Regions from separate parts of the Rattus norvegicus genome. Here region 1 is linked to region 2. A link is a contact called in public HiChIP or PLAC-seq data. All regions are on one chromosome and are shown on one strand. Each heading gives the region's core, a stretch centred on a gene start, on an enhancer-like site or on the middle of the called end of the contact. The rest is flanking DNA. Distances are from core to core; before and after follow the strand shown.

The links. HiChIP or PLAC-seq counts read pairs in DNA pulled down with a chosen protein or histone mark.
Region 1: a contact with region 2 is called in an H3K27ac HiChIP or PLAC-seq map of oligodendrocytes, with 3 times the contacts expected there. The contact joins two enhancer-like sites. A contact is called at or near these places in 1 of 12 Hi-C or Micro-C datasets (the A7r5 cell line) and 1 of 1 datasets of contacts at active chromatin or transcription factors (oligodendrocytes).

Annotation. Positions count from the first base shown.
Region 1 is chr4:37,684,407-37,689,657 of GRCr8, forward strand. The region is part of intron 7 of Ica1 (islet cell autoantigen 1); the gene reads right to left. Among named protein-coding and RNA genes, the nearest start is that of Ica1, 84 kb to the right of the region's middle. Within about 2 kb of position 2,450, at least 25 of the 93 cell types and tissues checked have an H3K27ac peak or open chromatin away from gene starts, as enhancers often do.
Region 2 is chr4:37,531,760-37,537,708 of GRCr8, forward strand. The region is part of intron 4 of Glcci1 (glucocorticoid induced 1); the gene reads left to right. Among named protein-coding and RNA genes, the nearest start is that of Ica1, 240 kb to the right of the region's middle. Within about 2 kb of position 3,727, at least 2 of the 93 cell types and tissues checked have an H3K27ac peak or open chromatin away from gene starts, as enhancers often do.

The sequences.
Region 1 (5,251 bases), core at 1,200-3,699, 150 kb after region 2:
CTTTGTCGAATTAGCTTTTCTGAATCTTCACTATCGACACGAGACAAGAGATAAAGCTATTTGAGAAGCTTCCTTACAAAGGCTTATTTGGTGCTGTTATGTAGGTTTAATCTCAAGGGCTTGTACTTACCACCTTAAAAGGCAGCCACGCCTGCCAGTACAGGTAGTTACGAAGGTCAAAAACATCTAAAAGCTATGCATAAGGCATGGGTCCTTGCTCCCGTGGAAATGTCATACTGATGAGAACATTAGCTACATGAGAGCAAACAGCACAAAGATGCACTGAGAAACCATCCTCAGATGGTAATAACCGTGAGATGTACAAACCTGTTTGTCACTATCGGCTATAGTATCACTAACAAACTCTTCACGAGTATTTATTAAGATATTCTTCTTACTAGTAAAATAAGAAGAGCTAGTTAATTTTCTAGCATTCCCTGCATTCAGAAACCCATAGGCTTTTAACCTCTACAACCAAGGTCAGAATCGCCATACATTCTGTTGGTATAAGTGGGACCTAAATTGGAAGGCGCTCAGGTGCACTTTGAATGTTTACGTTCCTAGAGAAATGCATGCCCCATCCTATTTCGGTAGAGCAATCGTGGGCTTTAGGTTACAGATGTATATATTTTCAGGCTCCAGGAAGACTAGGGAGAAGGCAAACATACGGCCGTCTGCTCCAGCTGAACCCTATATCAGTAAGACAGTGTCCTCAACAGAGAAAGGGCTCTACTATCGATTTCAAAATAACAGCTGAATTCACGCGACTAGTCATTTTGTCAAGAACTACAACAGAAACAGGTGGTGGAAACCGGGCTTGCTTTACCCACACTCCTCAGGGAAATAGATTACAGTTTAAAGTCACAAGACAGCTTTCTCACTTCCCAGGCCACTTATAAATAATCCCCCTAGAATACATTTAGTGCTGCAAGAATAATTTACACTTGGAATAATATCTAATGACCTATTGTTGATTGAAACCTTGTGTGCCTAGGAGTTCAGGCACATAGACGGGAGATGAAAAGAAGCCTGCTTACTTTTAACATGATTTTGGACTCGATATTTTTTTTTTAAGATACAAAAAGAAGAGCAAGAAAAGGGATATTTTAAAAATTCTGTTTCAGTTTCTTAAAAGAATTGAAGACTTGAGCAGATGGGCTCAGCAGCTAAGTGCACTTCTTCCTCTCAGAGAGGATCTGAGTTCGCCAAGCACCAATACCAGGTGGCTCGAAGTTACCAGTAACTCTGGCACCAGGGGCTCCAACATTCTCTTCTGGCCTCTGAGGAGACTGCACTCTTGCACACAAACCCACACACACCATACATTTAATTAAAGCACAGAACAGACTGAAATAGAACATTAAAGCAAACTGTCTGACTAAATCTATCCATCCCCCGTCTCTCTACCCACCCATCCCTTTATCCATCCATCCATCCATCCATCTACCCACCTACTCGTTCCCCAACTCACTGAGGTATTTCCAGTTCTAAGCATCAAACTGCTTGTACTGATGGGCACGTAAGCGAGACCATTCTGTTACAATGACACGTCACTGAGCTCTACATTTTATTATCTCTGCCAGTAACGTGTCTCCTACACACCATCACTCTTCTGCAGTCTTAAAACACCATACCTGGGGCTACCAAAGCAACCGTCCTCCAAACCCCTCCCCTGCAGCCACTTCCTTGCTCAGGAACTTTCATAATGACATAATGTCGATTGTTTGGCATCAAGGCAGAGCACAGAGCTGCTCCACTGTGCTATGTCACTTCCAAATGACACACAGACCTGTGACAATCCCCCATAGGTGTACTAATTTTAGTGGCAAGTGAGGGGTAGGTGTGGGAATAGAATAAAGAGAGATTCATATGGGCAACAGGATATGTGTATGTATCTAGAAACATTTGGGGACACAGAAATTTGTTGTCATTGTCTGAGACAGGGTCTCACTCTGGCTGGCCTGAAATTGTAGCCCCAAGCTAGTTTCTACCTCACTCTAACCCTCTTGCATGACTGCTAAAGTGTTGGGATTACAGATATGAAACACCACACCCAGATCAGTATTTTTTTTTAAGAACAATGAACACCAGAGTTTCTGTCAATCCAAAGACAATCCTGAGTTCCTTAGGCAGAGAAAGGGCCTTGGGAGAGGAAGATGCATGGTGTGCTATGCTTTCCCAGGGCATGGAAGGAGACGGAGTACTAGTAATTTGGTGGGAAGTTCTCCTGTATGTGCTTTCTCAGTGATACAGCCAGGAAGGCCGGAGGCCTAAGCAAAGCAGCCATTAGGACAGATGCAGAAGCCGGGCTTCTCAGTGAATCCGTGTTCATAACTCTGGGGGCAGATGATTAAGATAAAAACCAGAGTGAATGGGCCACAGTAGCTGGTGCTCCTTTCAGTCACAGCACTTGGTTCTTAAGCGTTGGCGTAGACGTGTGTCTCTCCCACTGAACACTGAACCCATTGAGGGCTGCCATCAGCCGTGTTCGACTGTATCCTCCACACTGCCCGGAACCCCGCACAATGGAAGGGCTTTGAGCAAAATGTCTCTGAATGGGTGGACGAAGGAAGGAATGAAAGGAAGCAAGAGATGAGAGCACAGCCTGATCAACTGAAGTCATTATACCAGACAGAGGCTTGTGACTTATTCACACCAACCCTATTTAACACATGATGGGAGATCGATCCACAGGGACTAAAGGGTTTGTTGAGGCCCAACAGCGAGTGTAGTGCTAGAGCTGGACCCAGAACCCGGGACAGTAGGGCCCTTCTCCTTCTCCCGCTGTGAGAAGCCAGAAGACAGACAAGTCCTTCTCACAGTCATCTGTCAGCTGGTTGTTGGGAATGCAAAATACATTTTCCCATGGATGCAATTTTTCCTCCTCCTCCTCCTCTTTCTCTCTTTTTATGATGGTTCCTTTCCCAGGCCAGGCCACAAAAGCTTATTTACCCCAAAGCTGAGCTCAACTATAAAACCAGCGGTAGCTCGGAGGCCTCCCTGAATCCCCCTGCTAGAGATTCAGTCCGAAGGGCAGGTGGGCAGCTGGCTCTGCAGGGGGGTGGGCGGATCTGCCTTGAGCAGACCAGGAGAGCAGGCGGGGCCGGGCAGGGGGGCTGGGCAGGGGGCCCGGGGCAGCAGCTGCAGGAGGCTCCAGCAGCCTCTGAATGCCTTGGTGGTTCTTAAGTGGATTGTTTCTAAGTTGGGAACTGTCTGTACTTAGAAAGCCGGATTTCAAGAGGTACGGGATCCTATTTCACTTGAAGGCCCACAGTAATGAGGGTTCTTTATTCGTAATGAAGTAGCCACTAATTGGAGGGACAGGCTCGGGAAGCCTGCTGGAATTCTGTACTCCTGGACCAGAATTGAGTAATATTATGCAGTAGCCAGGCAACCCTTTACTTTTGCACAAAATTCATAAAAAAAAAAACCTCTCCTGTGAATGCCTGTCTGACTTTACCGTGTTTATTATTAATAATGATAATAACAGGGTAGCTTATGCTCAGTATTAGGCTGAGGATGGGAATGGAATTCTCAGTTTCCTCAACTTTTTCTCCCCAGCAAGATTTGGAACATTTGGAAAATCCTTCCCTCAGAGTGGGCTGAGAGCCTTTGCATCTGCCCAGTGGAGAAATGGCTCCAGTTTCTTAGGGCTCATCCAAGGGATGAACTTTTCCTTCCTCCTCCTCCTCCTCTTCAGAGAGGCAGAAATATTCCATAGACACAAAAATGCTGTTTAAAGCGAACACAGGAGAAGAAATGTCAACAGAACTGACGAAGTTACCATAGGGAACCGATTACAATAGCCTTTCTGGATTTAATGAAATATGGTCAACTACACTGGAATGTTCTGGTGCCCCCTGGAGGATTCTGAAACCTAACAGGACTGGTTATTTAGTACCTTTCTTTGGATGTCTCTGAAAACCCTAAAGAGGCAGGCAATGTGTTTCTTCTCCCTGGTTCAAACAGACGTAAACCAGCTCAGCCATAGGCAAAGGGACAAAGAAGGCATGAACCCTAACATTCAAATGGCTTTAACCACCATACGTTTGTCGTTAGAAATGGAGGCTCTTGGATCAGGAGAAGAGCCTATTTTTTGTTTTGATTTTGGTGTGGTGCAACCCCACCCCCCGAGAAGAGCCTATTTTTGGCTCGTGAAGTTTATACGTCCAACGGTGCAAAGTTCACAGTTGCATGTGTGATCTCTCAATTTCTGGGCTGAGTGTTTAGTGAACAAGGAAGTTTGCTTCTGCGAGTCTTGCTTTGTCTAGTGCAGGAAAGTTAAACATTCTGGAAAGTTAAACATTTAGCTTCTAAATTTTTACTGCTCTGGGAATCCTCAGGGACATGACTCCAGTATGTCGATGACGAAATGGCCGTCAGCGTTGTTTACTCCATAGTCACAGAACAGCCCGCAGATGTGAGGAACCATTGTGTGACTCCAGTGTGCATTCAGGATTATAGCTGCCATCTGCCCTCCACCCTAACTTACCCTGCGAGATCATTACATGGGTGTATAATATGACTGACACCATCCACTCTTAGCACAGTCTGAAAGAGTGCGCCAAGACTCACCAAACTTGCAAAGAGCTATGTCAACACACCAGTAAACTATATCACAATGCTTACAGTATGACTACAGTGTTTATTTTATAATACTGCCGGACTCTGTATTAATGCACTATCTTCTAACAACTTTAATATCAATTGCTTTTATTCTTTTGTGTGTCTAATGCTTATTTCCTGAACTCAAATATTAAAAGGAATATTTTAAAATTCACCCCATGAGGTCATCAAACATGATTTCAGACTTCCAGAGGGGATGGAAGAATTCTTTGTGTCCCTGGATACCTTCCTCCTGGCTTTTAAAATGGGTACATTCAGTACATTGGTCATTTCCTTATCTAAACACAGAGTGAGAAGAGTGGGAATTCTGAATAATTTAAAAGTTGCAAAAACTCAAATAATTTCTTCTGAAGTCAGGGATAAGATAAGTGGAAACATTTTTATTCAGTGTAGTTCTTAAGAATTTAGCAAAATAAGGAAAGATAAATACACAAGATATACAAACAGGAAGTCACATTTTCCCTGTAGATGATATGACTTTATATTTAAATAACCCTAAAAGACTCAGTCAGAAAATTCTTTTAGCAGGATACCAAATTACCATTAAAAACATCAGTAGTTTTTCTACATAACAGTAATCAACACGATGAAAAAGAGAGGTGGTGAAAACGATCTTTTTCACAAT
Region 2 (5,949 bases), core at 2,477-4,976:
TTGTGTCTGTCACAGTACAGATTTGCAGGGTCAGCTTGTGCTGGGGATGAACATTCTATGCTGTATTCTGCTGTTTATAACATCAGGTGTTTTGTTCATTTCTTACATCGAAGTGCTTTTTGAAAGCCATGCTCTTGTGCTCCTAGTTTTTGATTGTATTACCGCTATATTACTTGTTCACATTCTGCCTTGTTCTCCTCTGCCCATAGTGAAAGTACAACATACAACTATCATGGTCTGTCTCTTTAGCCACTTCAAATCTATCCTGTGACATAACAATTTCACTAGTTTCTTTTGAATTCACTAAGGTTCTGACATCAGTGGGTTTTAGTTTCCACTGACCAAAGCTGCTGCTGCTGCTGCTGCTGCTGCTTCTGCTGCTGCTGCAGACACTGACATCACTCTACTGCATGAATGAAAAACAGCAATGTGCACCAATCAATCTCCCTCTACTCTCCTCCGTCCTTTTTTTTTTTTTTGGCACCTTTCAAGGTGGGGGGGTAGATATTATATTATGCTTTGAGAGACTACACATAAAGATAGACATAGGTAGACATTGACTCAAGGGATATGTATTTCATGGAGATAGATGTTTACAAAAAGCTTTAAGAGCTATGAGCATTTGGATTGTGGGTGACAAGGAAGCATTCAGAATTGTTTTCATATTTTGTCTAATTATGGAAGGAAATATAGAAACTAAGTTTTCTGATTCTTTTATCACAAATTATAAGCAGAATTTTGAATCTAGTGTCAGTGTTTTTCTCAAATACTCCTAGCATATATATTTATAGGGTTAAGCTAAAGTAATAGAGAGTTGATGCTTATGTCAGAAAGCGGGGAGAAAACTGAATTCTGTAAGTAGGAACAATCAGTTTTAAAATTTATTGTATTTTAAAAATCCAGTGGAAAGATAGTGATTCTCTTTATTTTTGAACCATAACTTTAGATAGATAATTAAATGACTACCATAATGGAACATGCATAAACCTGCTAACATCATGCTTTATTTAAAAGACATGGAAATTTACAAACTGAAAGTTGTGTTTTGTTGGTGTTCCTGGACCATTCTCTTTTTGTATTTTTTCTTTCTTGTGTATTTCAAAACTTCAAGGTTATTATTTATATTCATTTCTGAACTTCTGCTATTAACAAAATGTCATCCTTCCCCTTGTTTGATTCTGAAGGGTCTTGAAGTGGTAAATGACAAGCTACTGAATGCATCCCATGGCTCCCTGTGATGTGTTTGTAATAGATGTAAAATCATAAAGTATTATGCAAATAGTTATTTTTGTGATGGTAATACACAAACTCTATCGTTGAGATAAGTATAACAATTCAAATGAGACTAAAGCAGAGTGTTAGAGTTAAAATTAATGATCTTTGAGAAAAAGTCATTAGGAATAACCTAAAGAAAATATAAAGTAGTTGCTTTCTCAAAGCCAATAGAATAAACCCATGGATTTAAACAGTAAACAAATAAGACAGTAGGTAACAGAAATCCTTATGTCTGTAAATATCCAAATTAAAGAATTATAGGTTATAAAAGAGGCAAAACTAAATGCATTAGAGTACTCTAGTTAGAGAATCCTGCTTATGTTTATTTTACCAAATCTAGTAACAAAAATTCTGAAGATCTGATAATTTATTAGTTTCTTCTATGAAAAAGTGTGTTAATTTTTGATTCAACCTACTAGATTTTTTTTAGGCCTCCCACTCCTAAGAAATTGGCAATTCTAAAGTGTGAAATTTGATCAGAACTTTTTCCTTGGGAATCTTGAAAGGCTTTTGTCATATGTAAAAAAATTATGTGTGTTTTAAAAGATAATTCAAAGCCAGCCAGCACAGAATGTGTAAGTGCGGACACTGTATTGTATATGTGTGTGCTTAACCTGTTCATTTGTTTTAAGTTTTAAGCTCTTCATTAATTTCCTCTTTTTGAGTCATTTTAATGTTCTTAGTTGTGAAATATCAACATTTTGGTATTTTTCCTCTGTTTAAAGATACTCTTCAGTTTCCCTTTTGGAAGTTGATTATCTGGCTGACATTTATAGAGATTGAGACTCTCTGTACTACCCTCCTCCATTTGAAATTTATTAGAGTCATTATGGGAACTTATTTCTAAACATCCCTGCGTACAGTGAAAATGCATTAAGCTTTAGGCTTCCAGAATAATCTTTGAATTCTGATTTTGGAGAAAGTTCTTAATCTCTTAGAGTTGAACTAAATAGTGTTAATTTATGGCTCTGATTTTTTTTTTCCCCTTTCAGTTACCTTATGGTGCATAAGGTTTTAAAATTAGTAAATGAGTAGCAAAGTTAACCAGTAATTTATGCTGTAAATTTATCAATTTATGTTCAAAGAGTATATTCTTCCCAAATATTATTGCCATAAACATATAGAACATTGAATACCTAAGATGTATGAAGTAGGTTAATGAATTTTTAACTGTACATAAAGTCTTACATGGGCTTATTAAATTGAAATTTTAGTTGGAGTACATTTCACAAAAGGATAACTCATTTACTCTGGTTTACATTTCTGAAAAGGCTTATTATGGTTTATACATTAGATAAATATTGAAAGATAATAGCATTCTTTTAATTATTTTACTTGTGATAATGTAGGTTATATTTGAATCGAGGAAACAAAACTCATCTCCATGCAACAAATAAGACAACATTCAAATTAAGTCTGAAATTTAAAAAGAAATTGAAAAGTCAATTTTACCAAACTTATTTGCTGCAAATACTGTGTCAAGATGCATATTATAGTACCAATGGCTCTGGGTCTTAATTTTAGTTCAGTCTTTTTCCCAGCACTTAGAATTCCCAGACACCACCCAAGTTGGCTTCTTTGTAACACCTGTCCTGGATCTGTTCCTGGCACTGTTGTCATTTGTGTTTAGTATATATTGTTTATTCTCCTATTAAATGTCTAAGAAACAAAGTTTTTGACAGTCTTTTTTTTTTACATCCTACATATTATTTATTTAAAAAGAAACTGATCTAACATATGGTCTATTAACTGGTCTGCTAAAATTATGCTGACGAAAGAGAATACTATTCATTTGCTGGTAAAGTCTAGGGAACTGATAGAATGGCTGGAGCACCAAAGTCCCTTACCCTTTGTCTGGACCTCTAGAAATGACCAAAACAGAATTAGTTTTTCCTGACAATTTAGGAAAATCTTTGTGTTCATTCTGCAAAGTAAAATTTAGTAGATTAACAGTAAGACTGAAGTTAAGAATATTACTTATGAGCAAATTGTCAAAAAATACTTATCCAGAATTGTCATTTTTATAGAAATAGGGAATGGCTGATACTTTTATCACTGGCCTTATTTCATGTCCATATTGTTGAGGCAAATGACAGGAGGAGGCAGGTTCATGAATACTCAGTGGCTTCCTTTGTATTGTCCTGTCTCTCTAGTTGCTATAGATAGAAAAGAAGGGCACATTTGAAGATGACTCTTTGCCAAGCTATGTATACTTTGAAATTTAGCAAGAAAATGGGTTTAGAATTCTGTTCTTTTAATTCTGGATTCTGTGTTGATTTCACAGTTGATGAATTGCTGGGATTTTTAGGTAAAAGAACGACAAAACATGGGTTTCCCTTTGTATTTCCATGGCACTACTCTGTTGTTCTGGGACATGCTCTAATACTTTCAGGGTATCTAAAAATGTTAAGATAGTTGGCTGAATGGAACTAAAATGGAATACGGAAGGATGGCTATTTTCTATTCTTGCTTCTTACATGCACATGGAGGAAATAGAGATGAACATTGCACCTTGTTCGTGGGCTGGGAGAGCTCAGGGTTATAAACATTATTGTGTCTGTTCTCATTTACATCTAACTAGCTGTTTCTTAAATCGCATTATACTGTGCAAAGTGGTTTTCTCTTCATAAATCTTAAGAATTAGTTATATGTGGTGGTAAACTGACTTGACTAATGCCTAAAGAATTACTAAGTAGGTACTAGTCTCAAGTAATTGTCTCGGTAGCTGGCAGTAGCTTTTTTATTCAGCTTTTTGGAAGCTAACAGCCATGCTTGCAGTGTGAGTGTGAGCTCCACATATATAATTTAACGGAGTGCTACCACGTTGTGCCTTAATTATTACTTGCCAAAATTAAGAATGAGTTGAAGAAGCTAGTGAACCCCATAGTATTTGTGGCAAGGTTAGTGTTCAAGGTTGTCTGCCAAGTTATTACAATTACATAATTCAGCAGTCATCTAGCACTATTTCTAAACAAAAAACTGAAAAGCACTGCTACTTGTAGCCTAGTATTGCTGAAGGTCAAAAGTACCCATACACTGCTAATACTAATAAATTATCTTATTTGTCTTCTTTATCTAGTATGGTCATGGGAAAACTTGTTGAAGAGTTCATTAACTGATTTTTATCTTTCCATTATTAGAAAATTTGTTTGTTAATATAGGTCCTAAGAGAACATTCAATTGACAGGGTCACCTGGTATAGTTTAGGTAGCACAAGCCGGCTATCTTTCAGCCTCAAGTTCCAGAGTTCTTGGACTACAGGCATGCTATACAATACCCAGTCTCTGTTGTTCCTTAAGAATCTTTAGTATCTGTCTGTAGGTGCACATTTAAAAAGCATTCTTTCAAATGTCAGAACAGTGTAGTGGTCCAGGGAGTTATTTTAAAGTTATCACTCTGTTACATATTTTTCTTTCATTTTTGAAACTGAGAATACACTCATTTCATATATATATATATAATGTTCTTCTGCAGTTTGACATAGGGTAGTGTCACTGACCTTTGTGTACTCTGAACATACACACACACACACACACACTTTGTTGTAGAAGTCTGAATTGTTGTTGAATGTGGTTTCTTGTGCACTATTGTAGACTGTAGCAATACTTAATGATGCCTTTTGAGACCATTGAAACGAGTTTGACTTGGCTTTCACTAAAATACCTGCTACTACTGATGAGAATGTAAAGTAGTAACCATTCCTATAGTAGCATTTATGTGCTATTTTTGTGGAGTGCTCAATGACTTGTTTGTTTTTCTTATACTCAGAATTTACATGTCTTTATTTTTATTCACTTGTAGTTTTTATTTTAAGGTAATATTAGCATTATACCCCTTACACTTACTCTTATATTTGTCTTTAGGATGGTTGCTGTGTTTTTTCACTTTCTATAAGACATGCACTCAAAGTGTTATTTATACAGATATTTTATATTATAAATATTTATACAGATAATTACTATTTAAGGATTAAAATTTACACCTAATTTATGGAAGAACAAACAGATGCTTGGTAAATCATATTTTTGAGTCAGTCTTTTTTTTCTCCCATTTTTATTAAATGGGTATTTCTTATTTACATTTCAAATGTTATTCTCTTTCCTGGTTTCCAGTCCATCAGCCCCCTAACTCAAACCCCTCCCCTTCGAGATAGGTGTTCCCCTCCCCATCCTCCCCCCCCCCCCCCCGTTACCGACCTCCAACAATCCAGCCTTGGCAGGACCAATGGCTTCCTCTTCCACTGGTGCTCTTACTAGGCTATTCATTGCTACATATGCAGTTGGAGCCCAGGGTCAGTCCATGTATAGTCTTTGGGTAGTGGCTTAGTCCCTGGAAGCTCTGGTTGGTTGGCATTGTTGTTCATATGGAGTCTCAAGCCCCTTCAGCTCTTTTAGTCCTTTCTCTGATTCCTTCAACGGGGCTCCCGTTCTCAGTCCAGTGGTTTGCTGCTGGCATTCGCCTCTGTATTTGACATGTTCTAGCTGTGTCTCTCAGGAGAGATCTATATCTGGTTCCTGTCAGCCTGCACTTCTTAGGGGTCAGTCTTTTCTAATGACTATATTCTATTCTAATGCAAATAGAATATTGAAGAAAAGTATATGGACCCTGAATATGACCATGTGGTAAGTCATGTGAAATTTTAAGTAGGAATTTGGGAAATAAGGCATAGAAAGC